Regions from separate parts of the Oryctolagus cuniculus genome. Here region 2 is linked to region 1. A link is a contact called in public Micro-C data. All regions are on one chromosome and are shown on one strand. The core of a region is the stretch at or near the end of the contact, and the rest is flanking DNA. Distances in the headings are between cores, read along the strand shown. Region 1 holds the start of ZFP36L2 (ZFP36 ring finger protein like 2). Region 2 has its middle 51 kb from the start of ZFP36L2.

Region 1 (2,837 bases), core at 106-2,605:
TCCAGGTTAACTGACACAATGATCACCAAAAGGAACGAACTTAGTGCGGACACAGCAAGTGGGGAGATCCACTCGGGGAGGGGTGGGGGCCAGGTAAACTTCCTTCCCTGAGCGCCCTGGACCTTCCAGCTAAGCGCGGCTGGGGTGCAGGCTGCCAGGTGGACGACAGCGCGGGCCTGGCCCCAGCTTTTTGGCAGCCAGTGCAGACTGAGCGAGAAGGTGCTTTCAGTGGCTTTCGCCTCTCGGCGCTGCGGGCGGGTGTCTGCCCCGTACCCAAACAGGGACGGCGCACCCTTCGGCAAACCGCATTTCTCAGTGCAAACTGTTGGGGCGTGGAGCTGAAGAGCGAAGGGGGTGCCCCACCGGGGCCGCAGGTCTGGCTCGGCCGGGGATGGGAAGTGGCCTGGAGCGCGCGACAGGCCCAGACTGCGCTGGGCGCGGACCCTCGGCGGCCGCGGCACCCCCAACGCCCCGGGAGGCCGGCGGGAAGCTACCTCCGCGCCTGCACGGCTCACCCAGCTTCTCCCCGCGTCCTCCGAGTCCGCTCCCCCGCCCGGGACGCCCCGCGCCACTCCACGCCTTTGGCCCCGGCTCAAGGTCTTGTGATGTGATTAGCAAAGCCAGCGCCTTGTCCTCAGACACTCAGCCCTGCCCGGCAGGCCCCGGCGCTCCAGCCCTGTTTACTGAGCCTGGGCGGGGAGAGGGGCGGAGAAACCAGCTCGGGAGCCTCCGGGCAAGACGGCGGCCGGCCGCCCGCGTGGCCGCTGCCGCCCCCACCCCCAACGCGTCGCTCCACGTGCAGCCCGGCCGGAGCCCCCGCCCTCCGTCCTGAGCACCCTTTGCAAACCAGACGGGCCTCGCGGACGGTTGGCAAGATTCGCGCATTTTGCAATTCCCGCGCCCAACACAAAACCCAGAGTAGCAGATAATAACTTGGCAAATCCGCCTCGCAGGAGCGGGCGGGGACAGACCCGTCCAGGACTGCAGAGCCCTGATCACGTTACACGTGCTGGGGCTTTCCACCACGGCAGCCCCAGCAGAGGGCGAGAGCCGCGTCCGCCGGCCGCCACCCACCCAGCAGCACCCAGCCCGGCCGAGCTCTCCGTGCCGCCCCGGGCGCCCCGGCGGCCGGCCCCGCCCCGAAGTCTCCCCGCTCCCTCCCCCCTCCGGAGGAAAAAAATTGGCGGCGGCCAATGGGAAGCCGGGAAGGCGCCTGACGTCCGCGAGCCGGCGGGCGGCGTTGCCTGGAGACCCCGGCGGGGTCAGCGCGGTGTCCCCGCCCCCCGCGCGCCCGCCCCGCCGCGGCCGGGCGCGCGGGCTCTATATAGGGCGCGCGCTCGCGGGCCGCCGAGTTCCAGCAGTCCGCGAGCTGCCGTCGGCTCCGCGCGGGGGGCGGGCCGGCACCCCGGGGCGCGGAGGAGCGCGCTCTGCTTCCCTCTCCTCTTCCCCCCCGCCCCGCTCCGCACTCCAGGGCAGCCCCTGCCCGGTCCGCGCCGCTTCTCCGCTCGCCCCGCGGCAAACTTTCGGCCCCTGCCCGCCCCTCGCCCGTTATTCGTCGTGGCTCGAGGCCGGCCGCGCCGCCCCGAGGGCTCCTCCCGACCTCCCCGCCTGCGGCTCCGACCATTACGGGACCCAGAAACATGTCGACCACACTTCTGTCCGCCTTCTACGACATCGACTTCTTGTGCAAGGTACGCGGGGCAGCAGGGAGGGAGAGGCGGGCGCGCGGGCCAGCGGAGGCCCCGGGCCGTCTCGGACGTGGCGCGTCTGCCGCCCCCGCGTCGGGGCGACCCCTCCGCGCCGTGACTTTCCCGGCGGGGAAGAGTCCCGCCGCTTGCAGCCGGGTGTGCTCGAGCCTTGTGGGCGGGGAGGAGCCGGCGGCGGCCACGCTGCCCGGGGCTTCCCGGACGGTGTTTGCGCCGCCCACCCGGCGGCCCGCGGGCTGCAGATCACATGTCGGAGCCCAGCGCGGCCAGGCTGGGCGGCCTCCGCCCTCGCCGGCCTTGCTCGCAAACTTGCTGCTCTTTTGCGCGTGTGTACGGGTGGAGGAGGGCGGAGGCCGAGGCGAAGCCTGCAAAAAAAAAAAAAAAAAAAAAATGGGGCGAAAAGGAGCTGGGAAAGAAGAAGCCAGAGGTTGGGGCTGACTGTGCAGCTAGCCTCCCCGTCCGTCTTTTCATCCCTTCCCCGCTCGCTCTCCCCTCCCCGGCAGACGGAGAAATCCCTGGCCAACCTCAATCTGAACAACATGCTGGACAAGAAGGCGGTGGGGACGCCCGTGGCCGCCGCCCCCACCTCGGGCTTCGCGCCGGGCTTCCTCCGACGGCACTCGGCCAGCAACCTGCACGCCCTGGCGCACCCCGCGCCGAGTCCCGGCAGCTGCTCGCCCAAGTTCCCGGGCGCCGCTAACGGCGGCAGCGCGGCGGCCGGTGGCCCGGCCTCCTATGGCACCCTCAAGGAGCCGTCGGGGGGCGGCGGCGGCGGCACGGCCCTGCTCAACAAGGAGAACAAATTCCGGGACCGCTCGTTCAGCGAGAACGGCGAGCGCAGCCAGCACCTCCTGCACCTGCAGCAGCAGCAGCAGCAGCAGCAACAACAGAAGGGAGCCGGCGGCTCCCAGATCAACTCGACCCGCTACAAGACCGAGCTGTGCCGGCCCTTCGAGGAGAGCGGCACGTGCAAGTACGGCGAGAAGTGCCAGTTCGCGCACGGCTTCCACGAGCTGCGCAGCCTGACGCGGCACCCCAAGTACAAGACGGAGCTGTGCCGCACCTTCCACACCATCGGCTTCTGCCCCTACGGGCCGCGCTGCCACTTCATCCACAATGCCGACGAGCGGC
Region 2 (2,956 bases), core at 353-2,852, 51 kb after region 1:
CCAGCCACGCTTCCTCCCGCACCGCGGCCAGGGTGCACACAGGCGCGTTTGTCCCGCTTCACTGGGGCACTGTGCTCGCTGGGGCACTGGGCTCACTGGGGTACTGTGTGCTCGCTGTCCCAGGTGGGTGAGTGCTTATGAATGGGCAGTGCTGGGGGGAGGCAGCACCTCCTGGGTCTGGGACCACCCCCCGGAACCCACAGCCAACCCTGGAGCTGCCTCCCTCCTGGCAGTGCAGGCACCCACTGGTCACGTGTGGGGAGGGGGTCCTAATGGTTTTGCCCCCAGGGACCCCCTGGTCATGGAGTTAATCCTGGGGAAGGCAGCTATGTGTGCAAGGCTCAGAATCCCCCAAGTGTGCCTTCTCTGCATGGTGCATGCCGGGTGGGGGGGACTGTGCCAGCCCCACACCCTGGGGCACGAGTGGCCAAGCCTCATCTCCCTGAGGGGCTCCAGGAGGCAGTGGTGCCTGGGTGAGGCCTGCAGAGAAGAGAGAAAGAGGACAGAGCCCATTGTCCCTTGTCACCCACCCTACGACCTCAGGAGTGCTGGGTCCCAAATTGAGCGCCCAGGGACAGCCTGCCTGTCCCTTCCATGGAGCCCAACCCATGTTAGCCTGGGGTTTTAGTCTCACGGAGGCCTCTACTGCTCTGCCTAAGGCAAGTGGGTGGAAAAGTCCCATGTCCCACAGACAAACCCTCCCGCCTGTCACAGGGCCTCAAGCCCCTCTCCTCCCCTGGCCTGTGCTCTCTGTGTGTGCATGCGTGTGTGTTCAAGCTGGTTTTTTTCTCCCCCATTTAACCAACAGGTGCAGGCCTGTGCTGGCTGCCTGTCAGCGCCCCCTATAGATGGACCGAGGAGCTGCAGCCCCTGAACCCAAGGAGCCCCTGCTGCCCGGTTTCCTTGGGAGCAGGGGAAGTAAGGAGGAAAGGAGCACACCCCACTACTCCAGGCTCACCTGCGTGCAGGGAGCACCTCCTTGTAGAGATCCCGTGGCATGTGGACCGCTGGGGGGGGGGAGCAGCCAGGCCCCCCAGGAAATCTGATGAGCTTCCCCATCCCCTGGAGACCCCCCAGGAATGTCACACTGCCCCCCAACCACAGCCACCAACACTTGCTCTCTTGGGTTGATCTCTGACCCTGTGGCCTGGCCAAGGGAAATGGAATGAGGGTGTGACTAAGCCACCCTCCTCCCCCCCCCCCCCCCCCCCCGGCACACAGACATACTTCCTGCATGCCCAGTACCTCCCTTCTCCCACCAGATACCCACACAGGCACACCTTGGGCGCAAAATGCCACCCCCGCCCATAGCACAGACACAACACGTGCTTCTGCGCCCACTTCCCGGGCCCCCAGCCACAGCCTTGTGCTCGCACACCCAAAGATGCCGTGTGAGCTCAACTAGCTCAGACATTCAGAGGCACCTGTGGGCCCCAGGCACCCACGCCATGGGCAGCCCCCGCCTGGCCCCTCACCAGCCCTGGTGTCGCTGGAGCACTTAGTTCTAGCTTGTGCATTTTGAAAAGCAGTCGTGTGTGTCTGTGAGAGACCCAGAGAGAATGGGCAGGGTGTTGGCCAGCCTGCCGAGAGGAGGAGGAAGGAAAAGCCGTGACTCACATCCAGCTGAACAATGCCCCGTCTCAGCGCTCAGGCTCGGGGGAAGGGCCCGTTTGTCAACACAGCCGAGGCCTGCCCGTGGGACAGTCAGGTGAGGTCCTGTCCCCAGGCCTCTCAGGGAGGGGAGGGGGCGCCCTGTCTGGAGACCGCTGCCGTCCGCTGTCTGCACGTTGGAGGGTGCGCACCGCCTCCCGCGTTTCCCAACACCGGCCTGTCCCTGGGCACTCCGCTCCAGTGGCACTTCCCACCAGTGTCCTCTGTGGCTCACCCCCCACCTCGGATGGTGGGTGCGCCTCCCAGCTGTACCGCGTGCAGCTTGCAGCCTCCCTTCCAGCGCCCCCTGCCTGCAGAGCCCCTTTGCTCCCCTCTCCCGCACTTCAGGCTCCGCCCCTTCCCTGCCGGCCTCCTGGCCCTCAGCCCTTCCTGCCCCAAAGCACAGTTCCTTTTCCTTGTTCTCTGGGGAGTGAGCCACCCCTCCTCCCACTTCTAGCAGGAGCCCCGGAAGAGCAGGCCCCAGAATTTCCTCCCATCAGGGAGCCCAGCGTGGCTGACCTGGAAGGCAGCAAGCACCCAGTCTGGTCTTGAGGGATGGACAGGAAGGGACTGAGGAGGACTGACAGGGCGTCTGAGCTCTCCTTGGTCTTCTGCCCAGTAGGCACCTGCTGCCTTGGGACTGACTCCCCTGGGCTGGGCCCCGCCCATCCTGCTGCACCTGCGGGGGCCCAGGCATCAGGCATCCAGCATTTCTCACCAGGCCCCCCCAACCCCTTACACCAAAGCCCCTCCCCCAAACAGCAGCCGAAGGGCCCCAGCCACAACCAGCAGGGTCGGGCCTTGCCTGCTGCCCACCTGCTTGGTGCCAGGCCTCTGCCAGCTTTTCCCGTGAGCTCACTCATGCCCACAGGAGCTCTAAGATGTGGGGCTCCCAATAGCCTCATTTACAGCTGGCAGGCCGCAGAGCCCCCGAGAGAGCCTGGGCCCCTCCCACTATAGCCACTGCCCCTCTGCAACCCCTGTCTCTGTTCCTAATTTGCCCTCTGACCATAACCTTCTTTGAAAAAATATCATATGGGCCGGTGCCACAGCTCAATAGGCTAATCCTCCACCTGCGGTGCCAGCACCCCAGGTTCTAGTCCTGGTCAGGGCGCCGGATTCTGTGCCGGTTGCTCCTCTTCCTGTCCAGCTCTCTGCTGTGGCCGGGGAAGGCAGTGGAGGATGGCCCAAGTGCTTGGGCCCTGCACCCCATGGGAGACCAGGAGAAACACCTGCCTCCTAGCTTCGGATCAGTGCGGTGTGCTGGCTGCAGCGCACCGGCTGCAAGCGGCCATTGGAGGGTAAA

The links. Hi-C and Micro-C count contacts between places; a contact is called where the count stands out from the background.
Region 2: a contact with region 1 is called in a Micro-C map of ear pinna, with 2.7 times the contacts expected there. The contact joins the enhancer-like site here to the promoter of ZFP36L2 in region 1. A contact is called at or near these places in 4 of 6 Hi-C or Micro-C datasets (ear pinna, liver, psoas muscle and 1 more).

What each region holds. Positions count from the first base shown.
Region 1 is chr2:159,503,275-159,506,111 of mOryCun1.1, forward strand. ZFP36L2 (ZFP36 ring finger protein like 2) reads left to right here and starts at 1,356. Exons shown (of 2, transcript XM_008254731.4): 1 at 1,356-1,691; 2 at 2,210-2,837. The coding sequence starts at 1,641.
Region 2 is chr2:159,553,774-159,556,729 of mOryCun1.1, forward strand. No RefSeq gene overlaps it. Among named protein-coding and RNA genes, the nearest start is that of ZFP36L2, 51 kb to the left of the region's middle. Within about 2 kb of position 1,603, at least 7 of the 8 cell types and tissues checked have an H3K27ac peak or open chromatin away from gene starts, as enhancers often do. A contact at or near this core is called in ear pinna, where this site is marked.